3 separate regions of the Zea mays genome follow, and all the other regions are linked to region 1. Evidence: chromatin contacts called from public Hi-C data. All regions are on one chromosome and are shown on one strand. The core of a region is the stretch at or near the end of the contact, and the rest is flanking DNA. Distances in the headings are between cores, read along the strand shown. Region 1 holds the start of LOC103643338 (auxin-induced in root cultures protein 12). Region 2 holds the start of LOC100193607. Region 3 holds the start of LOC100281086 (phototropin-1).

Region 1 (4,593 bases), core at 1,362-3,861:
TCGGTCCAATCTTGTGTGTCCACATATCCAACGCAACATACGCATCTCTGCGACACTTAGTTGTTGGATATGTCGTCTCTTAGTAGGCCAACGCTCAGCCACATATAACATAGCATGCCTAATCGATGTCCTGTAGAATTTGCCTTTCAACTTATGTGGCACTCTCTTGTCACATATGCTCCCGATGCTTGACGCTATTTCATCCACCCCGTTTTGATTCTATGGCTAACATCTTCATCAATATCACCATCTCTTTGTAGCATCGATCCCAAATAACGGAAGGTGTCCTTTGGTACTACATGGCCTCCCAAACTTACATCTTCATCCTCACTAATTGTAGTACCAAAGTCACATCTCATATACTCAGTTTTGGATTGGGTTTATATAGGAGGCTTCATTCCCCTTATATAGTCGAGAAAGTGGGTGTTCGTCTTTACATGACAATTTTTGATGGGTATATTATTTCCCGCCTTTGGGTCGTAGGTTGTCTCCTACGCTCCCGAAGGCATGCCATCACTCATGTTTGCCCCAAGATCCTATCATTTCTTGTCTAACCTGACTAGAGGGCAGTTAGTCCTTCTAGAGGGGCATTTGTGGCCTAGGTGCATCCCTAGGGGTATGATGAGTAGTTTGCCTTGGAGTTGTCTCCATCAACTGGGGAATGGTGAGTAGTTTGCCTTAGAGTTGTCTCCACCAATTTACATCTTGTTTGAGGCGTCTAACCGCCCTACACTCATTATGAGGCCCATTTGGCCTGCAGGTCATTGTTGTCTTTTGAGGAGCCGAGCGATTGGAAAAATACTTTGGAGTCTTTCATACTATACATGTTTTTACCCGGTGTACGTCAGGAGCGTGCATCGGATAGTTGGAGGATCATGAATGTGTTAGCCTTCCATAGAGGTTTATGGCACCTCTAGTCTGTGGCGTTATAGTCTTATCAGGATTTTACGGCCTAGGCTGACCTAGCTTAAAGTGGTTGAGGTCGAGGGACTTCTAGACAAAGAGCCAACTTGGTTGGGATCGCTATTGTCGGGTTTGACTTAGTCGGGGTGATCAAGTCAGGGGAGCTCTAGTTGGGACTAATGTGGTTAGGGTAATCAAATTAAGGCTGCTTTGGTCTAGGCCGACCTGGTCGGGATAATCAAGTCAAAGCTATTTTAGTTAGGGTTATGTTGTATGATGTTTTTTCTTAGAGTGGGCCTTTCAGTTTGTCTTTGGGTACTCCTAGTACAGGTACACATCAGAGGTTGTATCTATCTTTGTTGCTTCCTTAAAAGTCCGCAGGAGTAGAAAACAACACAAGTTGACAAGGACACAAAAATACAACGAATGATGTGGTTTATACACGTAGTGTTTGGTTCTCGAGCGAGGTAAAACTTAGCGGCTTTGTTCTAACTTTTGTATTGTTTGACCGAGGGAAGAATGAAACAAAGCAGCTACAAAAAGAGAATATTTCCTAATATATTGAATACTATCGCTTAAAAAACAATCAAACTTTTTCGCACACGAATGTTGTTGTTCGAAGCCACTCCCTAAGAATGTGAGAAGTATATAACGTTTCAACCAAACATACGATAGAGCGGCTTGGTTCTATATAACCAAATAAAAAACAACACGACTATATCCTAACTTACAAATACGGAACATAACCATTATATTTTCAGAAACTAAAATGGAACCATCTCATCCAACTATACTTGACAACCAAATACTGCATTAAAACTTTCACCTATCCGACCATCGCCCAGAAACCCAGCAATGCAAGTACAACGCGTGCCGTCGGGGAGAGGGAGACGCTGTCCGTCTCTGCCCCCCGTGACATCTGCCTGCCTGACGGCGTCGTGTCGCTGGACGTGCCGCCGGCGTGCGCTGGAGGGCTTGCGGCGGTCCCGACGGAGAGGACGAGCTTGCCCATAGCAGCCAGGTTTTCGGGGGCCATGGCGTGCGTATCGGGCACTCCTCTGGTGACCGAGGGCCCGACCTGCCACACCTGGTTCACCACTTTGATGCCCTTGTCCAGCTGCAGCGTGGCGTACAGCCGGATCCTCCCGCCACTGGCCACGTCGGCGGCGAAGCCGGCGGTGGGGAACGCGATGGGCGTCGAGGCGGCGCCAACCGCGTAGCTGGTGATGTTGTAGGTTCTGACGGTGGGCACGGACGAGGAGGCGCCAGGCACGAAGGCCAGCAGCGCTTGCGTGCCCACCATGCCGTTGCCAGTGGGGTTGATGCCCCAGGCCACCCACCCGCCGGGCGCTGCCGGCACGGCCACGAAAGCCAGCGACAGCAACGGCCCGGACGCGTAGTCGTAGTAGGTCCAGTGCAGCGCCGTGCCGAGCTCCGGGAGGTCCTGGCACGTCACGTAGGTCTTCCCTGATGGGAAGACCTCACTGGCGCACGCGGACATGACCGCCGGCAGGGCCAGCGTGAGCAGGAGCACCACAAGCTGGTGAACCGCCGCCGAAGCCATGAACAGTTGACGCTGATCCTCTGACTACTTCAGTTCAGCAGCCGCCGCCTCTGTTACTGCTAGCTGCTGCTCTGTTCTACTATACTAGTGCGTGGGCTTAATTCGATTGGATCAGGCGTAATAACGCTGTGGCGAAACACAAAAGTATCTCGAGTGCCGATCCCATCTCATCACTAGCAGATTGCGACGTCCAATCAAGTATCAAAGGCTGATTAATGTCTAGATGGATACGGTGAAGAGCACGTTGACACTGACGTCAACACAAGCTCAGAAGAAAACTTACGTTGAATTTTTCTTTTCGGCCGCCAACCAAATATGCCCCGAGGTCTTTGGATCCGTGCTAAATAAGTTACTGTAGATTTGTTCGGAGTTAAAACAGTCTAACTTCGATCAAATTTATAGTGGGGGTTGCGCCTTTGCATAAGGTCTTCAAACCCATCAATGTCATCTATCTCCGTACTTGTTTCATAAACAACTAAATAACCTTCGTCAGAAAAAATAGGTAACAGCTTCAGGGCAGAAGACCAGGGACAGAAATGAAGCGCCACAAATTAATCGAAACATTATTGGTCGGACGGTTTGGCTCATCGGTCGTGGCCTGTCTTCGGATGACGCGGTCCAGCAGTTTCTTGCGGAGTAAGCTGAATCTGCGTGCTAGTATGTTATTAGAACAACACAGTGACGGACAGCATCATTCCATGATTTGAACCAAACGCGGATGTAGGCTCGGACGTAGATCTGGATGACTCTGGAAGCAGCTCAACCTAGAAACAAAACATACCATAAGAGTAGACAAGGGAGAGAAATGAAGCGCCACAAATTAATCCAAACAAGTAACTAAGGGTGTCTCCAACAACGTCCCTTAAATTTTATGCTCTAAAAAATATTCATTTTCCTTTACAACACACTCTAAAATATTTCGTCCTCTATATATTCCTCGTCTCCAGCAGCATCTTCTAAATTCCATCATTTATATCCATTCTCTACACTTTCTTCTTCCATATTTACAAAAAAATCAAAACTGTATTTTCTCACAAAAAATTGAGACCTTTACAAATTCAAATTAGTTTTTATTCGTATTAATAAATACCTTTTACAACGGCGGCGTTCAGGTCGTTGGGAATTTCCTTTTTCCCGTTCCTGTGCCTCTGGTCGACCAGGTTGGGCCACGCGAAGACCAGAACAGTGCCGCCACCGATCTCCTGTGCATCGTGGCAGTCAACCACCTAAACACCGCTGCAACTGAGCTTCTCCATGCTCGTGGTGCTCCTCCCTAGCCGAGCTCCTTCACTCTGTCGCATCCGACCTTCTCCGCGTCGCCTGCCAACGACGTCGTCACCGCCTACCCCAACCTCCATGTCCGGGAGCTTCAGCTACAGGACACGCTCGTTGCCGGCGATGCCCTCACCGTAGCTGTCTACTCGCACAATGCGGTGTCCTGGTGGAAAAGCCGCGCTCGGTTGGCCGGACAGCGCGTGCACAGTGATCCGCTAAGAATAGCATGTGCAAGTACCGACCACTATTTTATGGGAAGCTTTACAGTTCGTTGTTGGACGCTATAGAGGAGGTTGCGCTCGCCACATTTAGGGTATAGAACGGTATATAGTTCCTTGTTAGAGAGAGTCTAAGAGACGAACGAGAACTTGAGCAGCATACCCAACATGGCTTAAGGAGAAAAGGTACCATAATACCCTCGACGGGCTCTATAGGTTGTATGTATAGAACTTGGGACATAAATGTAATTTCTTTAGAAGTTGTACGCCGAGCTGATCCTATAAATAGGGATATAGTGCCCATGCAGAAGTCGGGCTGCGGTTCAAGTGCTCATATATTTTCGAGTCCTCTAAGAGGGACTACAGACGTCTAAGAGGAGGGTGAATTAGGACTTCTTCAGACACTCATCAAGTGCCTCAAAGGTATATTTGTAATTAACCGTTGATCGAAGGAAAAAGGATAAAAGTTCAAGTTTATGACTGAAGGGACTACAGACATCTAAGAGGAGGGTGAATTAGGACTTCCAATTTTATCACTAATGTAGGACACACATAATTGTACTAAAAATACCTATACAAATAACTTAATCAATAATGTGCAAACTATGTTTTGTCTAAGTGTTGCTATCTCTA
Region 2 (4,593 bases), core at 890-3,389, 220 kb after region 1:
CAAGGGTTCTAGTTTCAAATTTAAAATAAATGCACAATCCAAGATCACAACATGAATACTAAATATAATTGTATTTATTTATTTATATGTTGTATTAGTTGTTTTATACATGCTTCAAGTCATATGGTAGGGAATAATCTATACTATATTCATTTTAGGGTTTCATATTTCAAATTTAAGGCACAATCAAGATTTCCAGCATGAATGTGAATTTTGAGTTTATTTATTTATTTCTTATTTAAATGAATACCTCTAGACATACACTTAGTAAAGGAGATATTTACCTAATAGCAAATCTTTATCAAGAGTTACTAAAAAATAGTACCGGAAGGGAAATAGTCCATCCTAACAAATTGAAAACTCTTTTTATTATTTATTTCTTAAAACTTATAACTGAACTTATGTTTCTATTTTATTTTAACTAACATTGATTTAAATAAAAAAATCCCATAGTATAACTATTTATTAGGACATTTTCCTTGGATTTCTTTTACTAATCTCAAAAATCATAATTTTGGGTGTTACAATAACCTACATGTGCTTTTCCACATCCATGACTCACAATAGGTTTTTTAAAAGCTATAACTCAACCAAATACACCTTTAATATCTCATTTGGTAGGGTTGTTTTAGTCGGAGTCGACTCACATTTTTAGAGAAATCATGTTGAATGATTTAATAGATAAGTTAGTTTCTAGCAAAAAATTGCTATGGTCCGTAGAGGAGGTGCCCTCCTCTCGAACAAGTCCTGTGAACAAGCTAACAAAGTATATGTTGAAGTTATTCTAATAAAGTTGCTTGTTGGCGCAACTATGTAAAAAGTTTTTTTCCAGATATATGCTAATATGAAAATTCAGTATTTTAAAGATGTAATTATAATTCGTGATATTCGGTGGTTACCATTGTTCGGTAAGAAAATCTGGTCCGTGCCATTATCTACGTGCGTATAAGGCTCGTTCGAGAAGATGAAAATACCCTTATTGACTCGCCACGATACCGCCACAACCGGCGTCATCGGTGGCCACACTCGTCGGGTGTTGGCGCACCTACAACGATAGCGGTCTACTGCTCTGAGCCATCGTCCTACGCTCGACGAAGGGGCCCTCGTGGCAGCACAGGATGTTGCCGCTCGTCGGGTGGCTGATGTACTAGTACGTGCCGACACAGTGGTGGTCGACAGAAGGGTAGAAACAGTAGAGCAGAAAGTTGGACAACAACAACAACACCAACATGGCTAGCCGCCTAGCTACCTCGCTACCTCTCCCACACGCTTAGGGAAAGAAGCTAGCTGTCCCTCTCTGCAAGGTTCACCCTTGCATGCTCAGGAAGGGTTTGGTTGCTCCCTTTGCCATGCACGCTTGCCTGCTTAGGCTTTCTTTACTTGCGAGCTCGAGATGGCGTTGGGCGCTTTAGGAGCCGACTGTGAAGCATACCGGCCACGAAGAAGAACATGGAAGATGAAGGAATCGACGATGAGAATAACAAGGACCGACGATGAGATAACAGGGACCGCGATCGGCGATGAATCCATTTTGATAGTTATAGAAGGGTAAAAGGACAATACAAATGTACAGTATAAGCACTATCATAGGTAATTGACACGGACCAAATTCTCTAATTGAATAATAGCAACCATCAGATATCATGAATTATAATGGTATATTAGAATACTAAATTTTTATAATGATATATATGTGAGAAACTCAAAGAGAGAGAGAGAGAGCGCGGGTTGCGCCAGATATCATGAATTAGCTAGTATATTAGAATACTAATTTTTTATAATGGTATATATGTTTGAAACTCTAAGAGAGAGCGCGAGTTCTGGCGTAACGCTATCTTAACTGTTGTTGGTGACTAGAGAGGCGTGATACCTATTTTTGGTTTCTATAAAAGATGTGACATGTGAGCTTTAGGCTATTTTTAATAATAATATGTAAATAAGAGTGTAAAATACTGTTTTATATTATAGATGTATTTATTGAAGGGTGAAGTTTGTAACTGAGAGGTGAAACCGACGGATGAGATAGGGAGACTGCTCGATATTCAATTCAACGCACACTGCCACTAGGGCCTTCAGTTCAGCTACATCAGTCAATCCACACACGACACCCCGCACAGCCACACGCGGCCGCGCTGGGAACGAGACTTGGTCGCAGTCGCTCCCGGCTCACGGCTCCTTGCTGCACGCCGTATGCTGTCGCCCGCACCACAAGTCCACGACCAGCACTCCCTTCATAGACCCCCCTCCGGCGAATCCCTCACCAATCCAGCGTTCACACGTCCTTCTTGCTTCAGTCCACTCCAAGGTAAGCCCCAAACCCTAACTTATCTCCGTTTCCGGTGGCATTCGATTTGGGCAGCTAGGGTTCTGTAAAGTTGTTGGATATGGTTAGATCAGGTGGAAGATGCCCAATTTCAGCCACTGGCTATTGAATTTGAGAGACATGGTTACTTGTGCTCTCTACTAGATATTCCGGCCGATTTGTCCTTTTTTTAAAAGCATCAATACGGATTCGATATTTTTTTGAAGCAAATTACTGATTTGAGATTGTTGTTGTACTTTTACAACTTGCTAACGTGACTTTGTATGCTCAACTCACGTATATAGGTTAGGTGGACAATATGTCAAGCTCTAACCAGATGTGTTCTGATGGCAAGTTTGGGAGAGGTAAGCTTTTTGGTTCTTTTCAATTCGTCTTCCTTTCAACTAAGAAAGGAAATACTATAGCGTTCCAAGCTATCTTTTGATGTAGTATGTTGCGTAAATATCCCAAATGGTTAAGTTTGGAACTGCTTTTGATACAGACATAGAATTATGGATATTTTGATTTATGATCAAGACATAAATTGACTTGTGGATTTTTGCAAATGTTTCAGTGACAGTGTTCTTGCTGAGGCTATTTCTTGTTATGTTTTTGCTCTTGCTATCCTCTATATCCTCTATTGCACTATTAGTTTTGATTGTACCTTTTGACAATGCCATGTGGAATTTCTAAGTAATTTGACTTAACACAATCAACTTTGTACTTTAATTTTGCAACCCTTGTGGCATTTGCATTGGACCTAGTCTAGGAGACCTTGATATAATGCACCTTTTTGATACAGCTAATTAGGGCAACCAATTGTGAATGAAAACTTGAAAAGTACACCTTAATAAGCAATTAATGCAGGTCTGTTGCCAGCCATAAATATTGTGAAAATACATCTTAGGTAAAAAAACCTTATGGTCCAACGTAGGTTTACTGCGCAACAAAAATAAGGGGCAGACCCACTGCCGGAGGCTCCCACATGGTTGGGGTATGGAGAAGGGATAAACTGAGGAAAAACCTCTCTCTCTCTCCCCCTGCAAATGCGGAGAGGCTGCTTCGAACTCGTGACCTAGTGACTGAGTGAGACAGCTCTCACCACTGTAACAGGCATGCCTTCTGTGGCAATAATAAGGAATAAAAGAACTTTCTCTTGTCTCCATCCGGTTCCATTTGGCTGTTGTGTTGACCCCCTTACCAGGACTATACACGGAGCCAAATAAGATGAAGGTCACAGGGGTGTGCTACAGCTCAGTGAAGGGCCAGACACCACAAGATCGCTGAATTTGGCTGTGGTGTAGATAGAGACACTAGAGACTTGACCTAGGTAATGGTGGCACCTCCTGATCCGACTCCTTGAAGCTCGATGTGGTTGGTGGGGAGGTCAATCTGGTGACAAGGACCTTCACTCAACTGGAGAGTAGCTCAATCTGGCAGCCAAGAGCTCGATTATTTTGTAGCATTTCTGATTGTGGTGGAGGGGTGTCAGCCATGAAGTATGGGAGCAGGGAAGAGGTGCCTATTTAGGGAAATCGCTGGTAAGGGAATGTGAACATGAAGAGGACCTCTACTGGGGAGCGGAAGCAGAGTGGCCTTTGCTATGATGGGAAGATGAACGCCATAGGGTGTGTTTCGTTTGTCTGCCCCACTCATTCTGCATGGATGAGCCATATAAAGCTGAGCGAGAAGTCTGAAGTCTGTTTGGTTGGCTGCATGCCTGGATGAGCAGATACAATTGCATGAGTGCATACAGGCTGGTGGAATACACCAAAATCGAGCTTCACTGTCGAGCCAGGCTGAGTGGGTACAGTATAAAGGTGATGGGCCCACGTGTCAGTCTTGCAGGTTAGAGAGGTTGCATCTGCCTCATGCAGGCAACCAAACAACATCTTCGTTTTTTTTCATCCGCTCATGCAACCCCCTCACCAAACACCTTTTCTGAAATACGGTTCCACTCAGTCTGCATTCCCTCAGCCTGGATATATGATGCAAACCCCATACACCAGCCAAACACACCCATAGCTGCAGAAAATGGGAGGGATGATTGGAGCTATAGGTTTTGTTTTCTACTATATTATGCCTTGTGACCTGCCAACAACCTTTTTTGAGTGATACAAGTTGTGACAGGGAGGAGGTAATAAAGCTCACTTTATCAGGTGGCCCACCCCTATGGTCATATTGACCGTAAGTATTGTGCATGTCCTTGGGGAATTAGGTGTTGATCTTTGACTCTGGCACCATGTATGCTGCTCGTATCTTGGTGTTGATTTGTTAAGTTCACAAGTAGC
Region 3 (4,593 bases), core at 1,450-3,949, 170 kb before region 1:
AGAAGATAGGGTAGGACTTAGGAGAGAGGACGCTCGATATGAGGTGAGAGACGATCAACCCTATGGTAGGGATGGGTTTCGAGCCTACCGCTGCAGCTTGTTTTTATTGCATCAGCGATAGCGTTACGTTCACAGTCTGTGAATGCGGACAGCCTTACATCAGATATTTACTGTTAGAGATATTAAACTAAATATAGTTTAATTATAAAAATAATTACAAAAAAACTAAATGATAAGACAATTCTATTAAATCTAATTAATCCATGATATGATAATGTCATGCTATAGTAAATATTTACTATTCATAGATTGATTAGATTTATTAAATTTGTCTCATCGTTTAGTCTTTATCTATATAATTAGTTTTATAATTAGATTATATTTAATACTTATTATTTTCATTAAACATATGACGAGGCATTTAGTAAACTTGTCGGAGAACCAAACACCCTCTTATCCTATAAAAAGCAGACAGTGTTTCATTCCTTTTTTTTTATAAAAAACAGACAGTGTTTCATTTTTTTCTCATACAAGAATTGAGGAGGTTTTACAATCAATGAATAGTACGATAACTCTCTCATCCGTGAAAATTATACGACAGCAATCAAATGGACGTGTCAAATAGCAAAGCTACAGCTATGAATCGAAGTTTCAAAATGAAATTTTCAAATTGTTATCTTAACGACAGGATGGAGACTGCTCACCTGCAATTCCTCCCGAGGATCTCTTCCCGCGTGTACTCCGTCAGCTCCAAGAAGCTATCCGACGCGAAGATCTGCACGGCCCAAGCATTTTCCACGCTGAGTAACTGCCGGAAGAAGCTGAGCAGCTATGGCGGGATTCCGTGCTTACGATGGGGTTGTCGGGGAGCCTGGGATCCGTGATGACGAAGTTCTTCTCGATACGCTCTAGTGTCGTGGCTAGATCGATCCCCTGCCTGATGTCCCTCTCCCTCCCCTCTTGCTCCCAGCTGTTCTTGCGCTGCTTCTCCGTCGTTGACTCCGGTGGCGCCGGCGCCGGCGCCGGGGCCTCCACCTCCGCTGGAAGGGCATCCTTGCTTCCTATCGAGCTCCTCTTCCCCATCTTGAACCTACCAAGAAACCATCCTTGCGTGTCATGTCAGGCAGACGGAGCCCTGAGTGTCAGCTTCATGCATTAGAGGTGTCCGAGTTTGGAACTGACCCCATGAGGGAAGAGCGGCGGCTCGACTTCCGGCTCAGCCGTGAGTCCTCCTTCTTCACGTCCCAGAGCGGGGACTTGAGGCTGGCACCGCCCGACGGCGTGCCAGGGGCCACCAACGGCGACGCCATGACGGGCGGTGCAGGCTCCACGGGCTCCTGTTCACCCTCGGAGCGAGCGCGCGGGTGCTTCACCGTCTGCACCACCTCCGTGATCGATGACATTGCCGTCTCCTTCTGCCGGTCTACGGTGTCGAAGAATACATACGTCGTGAGGGAGGAACGCAGGGCAAGGACAGGCAAGGCATGAGAACGCAGAGGGCTCACCGTCGTAGTGGATGAGGGACACTGGCATCTCGTTTGGCCGCATGCGCTTTTCGCTGAGCCCCTCCGTGTACTTGCTCACCTCGACTTGCATCCTGTCACGGCAGTTCCATGAATCACAAAGCAGAGTAAACAGTACAGCAAGAGGATAAGATAGATAGGTCGCATGGGTTACCCGATGAACTTGATGACCTTGCCGTTGTCGTCGCGGATGGGGGTGACGGTGAGCATGTTCCAGAAGGGCGTGCCGTCCTTGCGGTAGTTGAGCAAGCGGCCGCAGAAACTGCGGCCGGTTTTAACGGCGTCCCGGATCTTGGCAACCTCGTTCATGTCCGTGTCGGGGCCCTGCAGGAAGCGGCAGTTGCGGCCGGTGACTTCCTTGGGGGTGTAGCCGGTCATGGTGTAGAAGCCGGCGCTGGCGTAGATGATGGGGCAGTCCGGGCGGGTGGCGTCGGAGACCACGAAGGTCTGCTGCAGGCTGGACAGCGCGTCCTTGAGCTCCTGCGACACCCGCGGCATCGACGAGTCCCCCGACGCGCGCGCGCCGTCCATGGACGACCTGGTGCTGCCCACGCCACTGTCGCGGCCGCGCTGGAACGAGGCCTGCCTGTTGCCGGCACTGGCCGTGGTCGTGGCCGTGGCCGTGGCCGTGGCTGTGGAGGGCGACGCCAGCTCCACTATCTCCTTGCCCGCGCCCGACACTGAGCGTGGCGCCGGGAACGCGAAGCCGCTGCCGGCGTCGGAGCCAGACGGGAACGCCATCCACTTCTCCACCATCTCGGCCGCTTGCCTTGACGATGACTCCGCCATGGATGCTTGCCCCCGAAGACTACGTACGAGACTCTCGCGATCAACGGCGGTAGGACAGGTGCGGGAGAACAACCATCTGCCGAAGCAAGCACCGCTTCTGGCAAAAGCACAGCAACAAATTCTGAGGACAATATTGAGAAATTTTGGGCAGCCTGCTTTAGTATGGGAATGAGGGGACAATTGAAGTGATTTTTTACTACCAAAACCAGCTTGACGCCGCTCCCTGTCCCTCCCGTGAACCAATCAATCACGCGGCTATGGTACAGTTTGCTCAGGGGCCGCGGGGAGGAGCCTCCGGACAGGCGACCAAGAAAGTAGAGCAGAGACGGAAAGAATGGCGGAAGAAGCAGGGCAGGCACAGCGAGCGGATAATGCAATCCGGCCTTGTCCTTGTGAGCGACTCACGGTCGTCTCGTCCCGCCCCTCCATCTGTTTCCATGGCCGCGCGACGGCCACCGGTCCCCTCACCCGCGGCCAGCTCGGCACCACGCCGGGCGTGATCGGGGTCGCTAGGGCCGCATCCTGCGGTCGAGGACGGACGGGCCGTTGCAGTTCGACGGGTGGAGCGTGGGCTCGGCGCTCCACGACGACGGCGACGGCGACGCGACATATCATTTGAGGCGGGCGTGTGGCTACGGGAGCGCGCGAGTTGGGCTGGTTGGATGGGTGGGCGGTGTCGTGGCGGGGCGGGGCGCCGTTCGTACAACGTCCCTGTCGCGAGGGAGGGAGGTTGCGACGACCACGACGGCCAAGGTAACAGCGCAGCGGGGAATCGACGCGGGTGCGGAACACGGGAACAAGAGCCTCCACCTCCCGCTTCCTCGTGAACACAGCTTGTTCAGGTGGATTTTTCCGGTGCTTAGGTACCGTTTGGTTCAGATATCTGTAACGTTTGGTTCAGATATCTGTAACGTAATGGGTAAGTGATAACGTTAAATCATGTTTGTTTTAGTTCCACCGTAATCAGATACCATACTAAAAATTGATACCGGACTATTCAAACTTGTTACCGACAGTAATCGAATGTAAACCATTATCATTACCCTTTGCGTTACATTTCGTGAACCAAACAGCACCATCTTTATGGTTATTGCTACTACGGTACATAAATTATTTATCACATAACCATTACTTCGTCCGTCCACATCCGGCCACATGAATTAATCGTTTATGCTAAGTTAATCATTATCAACTTTAACGGTTATACTAGATGTTTCATAAGACTTTACAACATAAAAACAAAATTATTAATTTATTATGATTTGAACTATCATAATATATAATTCTTTAAGTTTAACACAATTTAATATTATACATATTGTTGATCAAAGTTGATAATGATTGACTTAGCACAAATCCAAAACGACTAAATTGTTGGACGGATGGAGTACATAAAAACAAACAACACATATATTGTAATCAACTTTAATATCTCACAAATTCTTATGCAACATACTGACAATTTCCAACCAAACCCACACGCTACTGAAATTCCTCAAACGGCTAAGCTAACCTCAAATTGAGAAGGTTGTTTTAGTAATTTCATCATTTTAATAATTAATGTTTTGTACAAAGAAAATGTTCTCCTTCCTTCTCCAATGCCCCTAAATTGGTTGTGATCCAAGTACATAAGAACCTGTCCATTCAAGAAGGCATATGCAACTCAACCAGTCAAGACAAGTATGGGGTTTATCTTCTTTAGCAGCCTTTAGTCCCAAAAGAAATATGCAGAAATATTTCAAAAACATGTGTAGGATGTGGGTCATGGACAATGATATCAATTCAGTAATTCAGGTAAACCAAGGGAATCTACAACATCATACAAATCCACTACATATATCTAAAACCTCCAAAGCTATAACACCCCGTCCAATTTCGGACCGGCGGTACTTACTCCTAGCAACTCGCTAGGATCATATATTGTCCCCACAGACCAACATGTGTCTTTTGTGCACACTTTGTCCTCACTCATGCGCACCCGAGAAAACTTCTCGGTCGGTCACTCATCCCAAATTGCTCCAAGCCAAGCACGCTTAACTTGGAGGTTCTTTCGAGCTAGGCTTCCGAAAAAGAAGGTGCACCTTGTTGATATGGATACTCTATTAATTCTATTGAGCCTTGGGCCAGGATATCCCATCCATCAGGGCCAGGATATCACAATCCACCCCCTTAGAAGACCGACGTCCTCGTCGGTCAACCCCAATCCAGGAACCTCCCCTCTTAGCCACGTCTGTGTGTCTAGTGTCGTCATATGCCATGCTATGTGACCACTCCGGGCCTA

What was found. A called contact is a pair of places that touch in the nucleus more often than the background predicts.
Region 2: a Hi-C map of tassel shows a contact between it and region 1, with 4 times the contacts expected there. The contact joins the promoter of LOC100193607 here to the promoter of LOC103643338 in region 1. A contact is called at or near these places in 5 of 25 Hi-C or Micro-C datasets (ear, leaf and tassel).
Region 3: a contact with region 1 is called in a Hi-C map of ear, with 1.8 times the contacts expected there. The contact joins the promoter of LOC100281086 here to the promoter of LOC103643338 in region 1. A contact is called at or near these places in 3 of 25 Hi-C or Micro-C datasets (ear, leaf mesophyll and tassel).

The regions. Positions count from the first base shown.
Region 1 is chr1:225,416,872-225,421,464 of Zm-B73-REFERENCE-NAM-5.0, forward strand. LOC103643338 (auxin-induced in root cultures protein 12) reads right to left here and starts at 2,612. Exons shown (of 1, transcript XM_008666499.3): 1 at 1,528-2,612. The coding sequence starts at 2,467. The coding sequence ends at 1,730.
Region 2 is chr1:225,634,531-225,639,123 of Zm-B73-REFERENCE-NAM-5.0, forward strand. It overlaps LOC100193607, which reads left to right and starts at 2,140. Exons shown (of 7, transcript NM_001138709.1): 1 at 2,140-2,305; 2 at 2,608-2,667. The coding sequence starts at 2,622.
Region 3 is chr1:225,242,788-225,247,380 of Zm-B73-REFERENCE-NAM-5.0, forward strand. It overlaps LOC100281086 (phototropin-1), which reads right to left and starts at 2,700. Exons shown (of 22, transcript NM_001367345.1): 1 at 1,678-2,700; 2 at 1,506-1,597; 3 at 1,183-1,423; 4 at 853-1,090; 5 at 705-775. The coding sequence starts at 2,312.